Linked DNA regions of Mus musculus: region 1 is linked to region 2. A link is a contact called in public ChIA-PET data. All regions are on one chromosome and are shown on one strand. The core of a region is the stretch at or near the end of the contact, and the rest is flanking DNA. Distances in the headings are between cores, read along the strand shown. Region 1 overlaps Dock9 (dedicator of cytokinesis 9). Region 2 overlaps Farp1 (FERM, RhoGEF (Arhgef) and pleckstrin domain protein 1 (chondrocyte-derived)).

What was found. ChIA-PET counts read pairs in DNA pulled down with a chosen protein or histone mark.
Region 1: a contact with region 2 is called in an RNA polymerase II ChIA-PET map of memory CD8 T cells, with 39 read pairs. The contact joins two enhancer-like sites. A contact is called at or near these places in 3 of 484 Hi-C or Micro-C datasets (B cells, forebrain and mammary gland), 2 of 115 datasets of contacts at active chromatin or transcription factors (embryonic stem cells and memory CD8 T cells) and 1 of 9 other capture datasets (embryonic stem cells).

The regions. Positions count from the first base shown.
Region 1 is chr14:121,551,512-121,556,465 of GRCm38.p6, forward strand. Dock9 (dedicator of cytokinesis 9) reads right to left here. Exons shown (of 54, transcript NM_001081039.1): 50 at 3,605-3,815. Among named protein-coding and RNA genes, the nearest start is that of Slc15a1, 49 kb to the left of the region's middle. Within about 2 kb of position 1,285, at least 29 of the 459 cell types and tissues checked have an H3K27ac peak or open chromatin away from gene starts, as enhancers often do. A contact at or near this core is called in memory CD8 T cells, where this site is marked.
Region 2 is chr14:121,259,510-121,264,240 of GRCm38.p6, forward strand. All of the region lies in intron 16 of Farp1 (FERM, RhoGEF (Arhgef) and pleckstrin domain protein 1 (chondrocyte-derived)), which reads left to right. Among named protein-coding and RNA genes, the nearest start is that of B930095G15Rik, 13 kb to the left of the region's middle. Within about 2 kb of position 1,927, at least 39 of the 459 cell types and tissues checked have an H3K27ac peak or open chromatin away from gene starts, as enhancers often do. A contact at or near this core is called in memory CD8 T cells, where this site is marked.

The sequences.
Region 1 (4,954 bases), core at 35-2,534, 290 kb after region 2:
TATACACACATGACCTAAAAAGTTTATATATTTTAACTGTGTGAAGGTGCACATACCACAGTATGTGTGTTCCTCTGTATACTTGGGAGTCAGTTCTCTCCTTCCACCTTGTGGGATCCATGGGCCACTGAGGTCATTAAGCCTATATGATGGCTGCTGTTACTCACTGAACCATCTTCCAGGACTTTTTTTTTTTTTTTGGTGGGTCAGGCTCTTACTTCAGAGCCCTGGCTGGCCTAGAACTTACTATGCAGATCAGGCTGACTTTGGGCTCACAGATATCTGCGTCTGGAGTGCTGGCATTAAAGGTGTGCACCACTATAGCTGGCCCCCTTATTTTATTTTATAAGCAAAAGATGAGAGAAGTTGTATTTGAAATCTTTAGTAAATGGCTAGGGAGAGTTTATTCAGGCATGCTTATCACAGGTATATAGGGCCAGCTGCCCGTCCTCAGAGGCGTCAGGGACTGGGCAAAGCTGGAAAGATGTCCTCAATGGTCACATTCTAGTTTCAGAAACGTTTTTAGTTAGTCTAGGGACCTTTTCTGGAATTTCTTTAGTGTTCTCGTGGATACAACGGCTTTTACATGGCAATAGTGGGGCTGACAGACCCTTGCACAAAGGTGTCTTCCTCTCTCTCTTATAAAAAACGAGCTGAGCATCACTGCCCACTGCCAGGGAAGCGGTACTCTGACCTCAGCTGTCCTTGCACGTGACTGGCGAGGTGGTGCTATTACTTTAGAGAGAAAGTCCCAACTCCAGGCTTGGCGTGTGAGGCATCCATGATTCACCAGTCCTACTCAGGGTTAGGTCCTGACTATTGCTTCTTAGATGGGAACTAGACTTCAAGGGGTCAAAGGCAGGATACTATTTGGAGAAAACTCCAGGTCTGTGCCCATGTCTAGCAGGTCCCAGTGCCCTGGTATTCTTGCTGGCCTCACCCTGTTTCCTTTCCCTCATACTCCCTGGCTCCAGACCTTCTGGCCACCCTCATCTCCTTCAAGCTTTGACTCAAATGTCACATTCTCAGTGAGAGCCACCCCATCACCCCATTAAACTGTATCCTGCCCTCATACTCCATGTTTCCAATCTCCTTGGCATCTGTCAAAAGTGGGACATGCGCTAACATCCCATGCTGACTGTCTGCTGTCTTCTCTAGCTGAGATGTGAGGGGCACAAGGGTACAGACCTCATTTTGGGGAACATGCCTCTCTGTAGTGTGCATCACCACCTCAAAGACTATGTGGAAGAACAAAGTGGCCCTGGAAGGTGGAGAGTCAGGTGGGGACCGGAAGAAGCCACTATGTAGTTATACACAAGCCCCGTGCACTGGTGTGTGGCCCTTCAGGAAGACAGAGAATGTGTGTGTCAAGTGTACAACAGCCGGGGGTGAACAGAAAGTGTTTTCAATCCGAGTAGAGCAGGAGAAGAAAGGAGGGAGGTCTGGGAGGGGGCAACTAGAAAGTTTTTTCAGATACCTGGATCAGAGTCACCAACTGGGAACTGTGCAGAAGGGTAAACCTTCTGTGTACAGAGGGCACAGAGGGCCAGGGCTCCCCTACAACTTGCTAGGTCATAGGTCAGGTTTGCAGTAATCAAGTGGAAGGAACCAGAGGCTGAGTAGCTGAAGAGAAATAAATTCTAGTTCAAAGTCTCCAAAGCAGTGTGTGTTTCTTTAAAGGTTTGCTATGGGGGGAGTACTTGCGGTCAGTAGCTTTTATATAAAAAGTTTTGTCTAACTCTGTCTTGGTTCACTATCCTTTCCACACATTTAGGTATTTCAGCACAAACCTTAAACCTGTTCCTGGTTACACTACTGTCTCTGGCTACATTGTCTCTGACTACACTGTTTCTGTTTACACCAATGTCTCTGGTTACATTATCTCTGACTACACTATCTCTGATTACACCACTGTCTCTGATTACCCACTATCTCTGGTTATACCACTGTCTCTGGCTACAATGTCTCTGGTTATACTGTATCTGACTATACTATATACTATATACTATATACTATAGTCTCTGGCTACACTATCTCTGGCTAAACCACTGTCTCTGGCTACTCTGCCTCTGACTACATCACCATCTCTGGCTACACTGTGTCTGGTTACATTGTCTCTGGCTACACTGTCTCTGGCTACACTGTCCATCTCTGACATGCTTCCCTTTTGTTCACCTAAAGGTAAAGTTCAATGGTGGGTGAGGTCTGCCACCCCAAGCTCACTCTCTCCCCTCATATCTGTACTTTACAGGATTATTTAACACAATGAGATGAAGGCACAGGGATGCTTGGAAATCTCTCCAAATTCTCACAGTGAGACAGTGACCCAGGTCTGTAGGAGCCCCATGCCAGGCACTTAACTTCCTTAGCCCATAAGGTGTGGTAACTGACTAGCTGTTCTCAGAATCAATGTGGCTGTGGCTGCTGTGCCTCTTTTTGAAGCCAGTTACTCTTTGTCCTCTGTTGTGGTGATAGAGCTCTGCTCACATTCTTTATCTAATCTAAAATGGTTCTGTATCAAATGTGAACCATAAGAGTAACCAACTGGGTATGTGCCCAGGGAAGAGTATGTGCCCAGGGAAAACACCCTGTTATGAATCAAGATTCATGATAAAAGCAAATACCCAGAGTTCCCAGCTCTAAGCATGCACCCAGACACCCAGGAGTGCTTGCAGGCACAGGAGCCTGGGTATCATCCCTAGTTTCTGATTCAGCAGATTTAGGGGGTGGGGTGGGTAGAGCCTGGGAGTCTTCAGTTCAGCTTCCCAGGAGTGGCTGACCTTGGTGGCTCCGGAACACTCTGAGAAATGCTGATTTAAGAAACCAAAAGTGAGGTTATCGCTGTACAGATAGCACCAAAACTGATAATCACAAGAATGTATCATCTGGAAATAATTTTCTTAGCTGGTGAGGATCTGCCACTCAGGTGCACATTAGGGAAGCCAAACGTGTGCTAAAAGAGGGGCATCCCTGTGATGGCAATGTGGCTAATGCATTACACACCTTCTTAAAGGGGGAAACTTTACAAATCTAAGTTTCTGTGTGTTTTAAAACCTTCATCTCATTTCTCTCACATAAACTGTAAAAAAAAAATACATATATATATGCTGTATGGTGATGTCTTGAGCTTATTTTTAACTTTGTTTTTACCTTGACCACGTGTAAGTGTACATGCACATGTGTGTATTTGTATGCATGTGTGTGTCTATGAGTGAGTGTGTCTATGAGCACATCTGTATCTGACAAGGCCAGGCACGCTTAACTGCTGGGCCATTTCTCTGCTCATATCCTGGGTTTGCTTACTTGAATTCTTTAGGATTTATTTATTTTTACATACATTTTTATGACTCTTTTGTCTGCCTGTATGTATGTATGTGCACTTTGTGCATGCCCAGTGCCAGAGGAAGGCAGAAGAGGGTGTCAAACCCCTCAGACTCTTGGACTGGAGTTTGTTAAGTTACCATGGGTGCTCTGGGAACTGAACTTAGGCCTTGTAGAAGAACAGAAAGTGCTTTCAGCCACTGAGCCAGTGCCTTTGGTTTATTCTTAGTAACCACACATCCCTACTCTGGAAGAGCTGTGTGCTGGGAGAGGGGACGCTCACCTGTCAGGATGGTCCGCCGCTTACACTGCTCCTCCACGCCACCCTGCCTCTTCCCGGTCTGGGTGAAGGGCATCTCAAACATGAAGCGCCGGATGTTGTGACATCGTTCAAACTCTGTTCTCCTCTCTTGTAACTCCTTTTCGTCAAAGAATGGGGTCACGTGGGTCACCTGGATGTAGGCAAACTTGGAGTCCAGATCCTTCGGGTTGACCTTTAATGCAATAAGCAACAAGTGAGGCGCTATCCCTGGGCACCTCCCCAGGCTAAACTTCTAACTAGAAAACATTTGGAGAAAAATTTAGAAAGGCTGGAAAAAGTAGTAAAAGAACGCCCATGTATCTACCACCAGGATCAACGTGGCTACCATATTGCTGTATTTGTTTCAAGAAGATTTGTTTACACATACATGTACGTATGCACACACAAATGTGTGGAGACAGTTTTAAATTGATTTTTTTAGGTTGGCAAGCAAGGTAATGGGTTTTGTCATAACATATTCACCCATGTGTCAATAGACCTTGCTTTCAGACATTTTTAAGTATATATATATATATATATATATATATATATATATATATATATACATACACACATGTATACATGCATCATAAATGTAAGCACATACCAAGTAAACCCTACACATTACGACATACCACCTACTTTTTCCTAAAACTGAGACCACTTTCTTCTATAAACATTATGGTATTATACAACACTAATTCTACTCAGGCATCTAATTCCCTCAGAAGTGTCTATATGGACAGAGTCTAACCAATGATGACACCTCACATTTAAATGACTCTTTTTTTCTTTTGTCCCTTGCTCCCTCTCTCTCTCTTTCCTTCACTCCTTCCCCTCCCCTCCCCCCACCCACCTTGCTTTCAACAGGATCTCATGCAGCCCAGTGTGACTTTGAACCCCTGATCCTCCCATGTTCACTTCCTAAGTGAGTCACTGCACTAGCCTTGCCTCTTACTTGATTAATCTAGAATCCTCTTATTTCTTTTTCATGTCACTAAGAAAATCTTTGAGGAAACCCTGGTAGTTTTCTTGCTCAGGGTCTACCACCCTTGCCCTGCCTTAGTCTGGATTTCTCCATTTTAATTTTTGTTTGCTTTTAAACCACTTTTACATTCTTTGCTAAAAAAAAAAAAAGGTTTATTTAAAAAATAAGGATCAAATGTTAGGCCCTAAATTACTATTAACTGGTTGTCAAATCAAATGAGATGATGACGGCTGCAGATGAATTCATTTAATACAAGTGCAGATTAACCTAATGTACAATTAGACAGTAACTTTCCTTTCTGATTAACCTACCACACGGACAATTTTGTGATTGAACTGTGAGAG
Region 2 (4,731 bases), core at 677-3,176:
AATATCACTGTAATATAAAAGCAGAGCCCCACGCCTGATTCGTAGACCGCTGTGCGGAGCCGGCATGAGCACTCCAATCTCTAAGTGCATTAGCGTATATAATGTCCTTTCCTTGTGGGGAGGGACTGGCCAGCTTTACTAACAGACCCCAGCCTTGCTGAGGATGGGGATATGGGGGGGCCAGCCTCTTTAGCAGGAGCCAAGTTTAAGGAAAAGGCTTCAAGAGGGAGCTTTGCATTCTTCAGTGTCGCTACCTATGGAGGCAGGAAGATTGCAATGAGGTCGTATGCCATTCAAAATGAAATGACTGGAAAAAATAAAGGGACCTCGGCCTCGAACACATGGCAGGCTTTTCTGGTACCCGTAGGCTAGCCCTCTGAGACTGGTGAGCTGCTTGTTGTCTTCTTTGTACCAGGACCTGTCTTCTCAATGATTTTCCAATAAAGCCCAGCAGAGCAGCTCATAGTGGGGAGTGCTGCAACTCTAAGTCGCTCCAGCAGAGGGTGCCTATCCATTCCAGAAAGTAGTTAGTTATCTGTGCTGCAAACTCCATCCCTGGCTGTACTTGAAAGCCATGGAGGGATTTGAAAAATGCAGATTGCTAGGCTGCTGTCAGCCCTGTTTAGTTTGGACTTTGGAGTTGAGACCTTGAAATTTTTATTTTTCGGGTACTTCTCGGGGTAACTGCTCTGGGGAACAGCTGGCACCTCTGCCCAGTAAATGGTAAATACTGAACATAGGAGTCTTTGGTTTGCGCTTCACAGAGTGAATTGAATTGCACTTCTTTATTCTGTGTGCAAGCACGATGAGTTCCATGCGTGAAGGGCACGGACTGTGGTTCTGTTTGCTAAAGGACTGATCCCCCAAACTAACTCTTAAAGAGGATCTGTGGAGCTTCAGGAGGAGCGGCCCCGAGGGAGATTATGGGACGGGGCCTGTCTTCTCAGATTCCTGGCTCGAAGTGTGAGTCCTTGTTAAAACAAGCAATCACACCATTACCACCAGCCTTCCTACCCAACGCGCAACACCATGGCCACGGGGCTGCTTGAACCAGGAAGGCTTTGAGCTCTGTAAACCTTCTTCTCTTTATGGGTAGCTCGTCCCTGGTATTCTGTGGTAGGATCAAGAAGCCGACTAGTGTAATTAGTGACTCTGTGGCTTGGGCTTTGCTCACAGAAGGCAGTGGGCCAAGGGTCTGCAAAGGAGGGTTCAATGTCCCAGAGAGGCACAGAACCCTGCTTCTAGCCTGGCGTTGGAGGACATATGGGACAGTAATGCCTACATAAAGCAGGCAACTGTGGCCTGATTACAGTCAGTGAGAAGAATGGGCTACCGCTGAGTTTATTAGGAAGGGAGTTTGCGCAACTACAGACAGAGAGAAAGCTTAGGTAAAGGTTTATGCTTCTATGTATTATCACATAGGAAACAAACGAAAGAAGTAAAGGAAGGAGGATGCCTGGGAAACACAGGTTAATTAACTCATGTTAATTAAGGTAGTTAAGAAACGAAGTGACTGTTGTAGAACACTTTGCTAGCACACACAGACGAAGCCCTGGATCACAGCAGAATCTGAGGTAGACATCCAGCCGTCCGTGGCTGAGCGGTACTTGCTCACCTGTAAACTGTGAGTCGGAAGGTACCCCTCACAGGACTGTTTCATACATGTAAAGATCGAGTGTTGGCAACCGGCTCCACCTCTGTGCCCCACACAGAAAGGAGGAAAGCTGATAGGTTTGGGATTTTGATTTGATTTTGTGTATATGTGTGATAGGTAGGTATGTGCAGGTCAGAGGATAACTTTGGGGGTTGGTTCTTGCCATCTTGCTGCAGTGGGGTCTCTTGTTTCTGTTGTGTTGCACACTCCAGGCTCTGGCCCACACGCTTCTGGGTGATTCTGCTGCCTGCACCTCCCATCTTGCCACAGGCATGCTGGGATGGGCAGATGTAAGCAGCCACTTCCGGCTAAAAAGAAAACACACACACACACAAAACCCCATGGACCCTGGGAATTAAACTTCAGGCTTGGCAGCCACTGATTTCCCACTGAGCCATCTCCTGGTAAGAACCTAAGTAAGCGTTCTAAAAAGTTAACTGAATTCGAAACACTCTTAGATTTGCTGGCTTGATAAATTTCCTGTGCAGGCCTCCCTCCCTCCCCTCTAGTTGAGCATGCTCTGTGTCACGTGAAAACAAACCAGCAGTGTCCTGTTCTGGTGTCAAACTGTAGATTTTATTCCTTGCTATTTTCTGGCTTTGGCAGTTTTCTTCTGATTTGATTTGGTTTGGTTTTGGTTTTGGTTTTTCCTGGAACTTGCTCTGTAGATCAGGCTGGCCTGGCCTGAAACTCACAGGGATCCCCCTGCCTCTGCCTTCAGAGTGCTGGGATTAAATCAGGTGCCACCATGCCCAGTCCATTGCTGTTTCCAGTTATTATTGTTAAAAGAAAGAAATAGAAAGTTTTGCTGCATGAGAAGTTCCTCGGATTCGATGCAGGTGTGGTTCCCCCTTGGCAGGCCCACAGGGGACTGTAGACCTGTCAACGGTGGGGAAACCCAGGGCAGAACTCAGATCAGGAGGTTTGCTGGAATGCTTCGGCCACCCCAAGTCTGTTAACACCCTTGTCCCTCTGCGCCATGCAAACATACCCAAGCAGAGGATGAAGGCCTAAGGCTGCACAGAGCTGGCCCAAGCCGACGTACGCCTTCCTCAGAACAGAACAGTAACTTGACTGATGAGTTCTGCGATGGGGCTGGAACGCTCTTTTTCTTTTTCCTTTTGAAAGCAAAGTCCTGCTTACTCAGCTGTTCAAACACACTCAGAGAAAGCCACCTTGGGATGGGCGGACGCTCCATCCAACACACAGCTACCCCACCTCCAAGGTAGACGGAGAACCTGTCCAGAGACAGATTCTCCAAGTTTGAAAATGGCAGGGACCTGCAGGGCCAGCGGAAGAAAGAGCAGCACCTTGCTCATGGTACTGCCCTGCCTGCCGCTGGCTCCCCTTGCCCTCTCTGAGCTGTCTGTATGCTGTCTCAAATTACTTTCCCTCACCATCACAAAGCCTCAAAAAGCAGAATTGTCCTTTATATCCAGTCAGCGTTTACACCAGGCCTACACTAGTTTAAAGATAAATTCCTACTTAGGCCCAGAGGAGACCTCAGCTCTTTGAGTCCAGTCAGATGCGTTGGGTGGCCCAACACTAGGTTTTGATCTGAATTCTGAACACCCTGTTCCTCATTCTTGAGGGCCTTTCTCTCCTGTGTCTGTCTGCCTGATCAGCAGATGAGGGTGGGGGGAGGGAGGGAGAGGGTTAGTTCTCAGTAGCTCAGAGGAGCAAGCAGACCTTTCTGCACCTCCCTCTGGTGTCCTAGCCATCATTGCAGATGCTGCACTTCCTGTGGTGACAGCTTTGAGGCTAAGTTTAATCTCTTCCTGTGGCCTGAGACTGAATATGAGGCCTGCATGGGACAGCTCTAGAAACGAACCCCTTCCCGAAGCTGCAGGCCTTTGGATGTACCCCACACAGCTAGTCAGCAGAGAGGCTCTCAGCTCCAAAGCGGCCACTTTCACTCCCCACCCTCTCTCGAAAGAAGCAGCCATCCCCTGTGGTCCATGTTGAGCGATCCTGTCCACACTTGCACACATGTGCACACATGTACACCCTGCCCCCATCTCCCTGACCTTCACAGCACTCTACTTTTGAAAAGCGCATAAGCCCCCGCTTCCCCCGACAAGGGTGACTCGTGCCTAAAGAGTCTGGTGTCTCTGTTAATTTGTCAGTACCCAAGATGACTGTGGGAGTGAAAGGACAACTGGGTAAGACACACACGTGCTGGTGTGTCCTCTCAGCCCCCCCGGCCATGCTGAGCCACGTAAATAACGAGTTAAACTCGGCGTCTCAGTATCTCTAACCACAGGTATTGTGGAAATGACTGCTATGGTGGGTAACAGATTTAAAAGCACTTTTTCATCATTGCAGAACGCTCCTTTGAATACCACGAGTTCAGTTAACTTTTTTAAAAATTACTTTAAAAAAATTCTGTGTGTACAAATGAACATAGCACAGTCCATGGATGGAGGTCAGAGGTCAGCTTTCAGGAGTCGGTCATGCTCCTCCACGTGTGGGTCCCAGCAGCTTGTCAGTCATGCCTTCACCCTCTCCCCTGTGCCAGCCTGGGCACCATCAGTCCAAAGGATGAGGCAGGAAACGTGCTCCTATGGTCGACCTCTAGTTACGAGGAAAGGGGGCGGGCTGGGGTTATGAACATGCTTAGGTCTGCACACACACAGAGTGAGTCTCCAAGGTGGTCCTCAGAGCCCGTCCTTGTGTACCCTAGCTGGAGAACTGGGAGGCGTGCAGAGAGGCCATCGGCATGCTATGAGACGCCTCAGTCTGGGTTCTGAGTGGATCTTGTATTGAACCTAGGTTGGGATTTGAGCAGGAGAGGCAAGGACTACTTTCTCTGACAGGCTTTGCCCACCTGCTTCTGCAGCATCTGTCTGTCTGTCTCCTGAGAGCACTGCTGGGGTAGAAGCTGGCATAGAAGCTTCTGGCCCAGGGAGCCCTACTGTGGGTTGGGCCTGCCCGCTGGCTGGCAATTGGCTGCTTTCATGTCCTTTGCTGTCTCCTTCCTTCCTGGTCAGTCTGCTGCCAAGTGACTGACCAGCTCACACTGGTCCAAGTGTTCCTTCAGGACCAAAAAGCCCAAAAAATGCATGGTATCTGTCTTG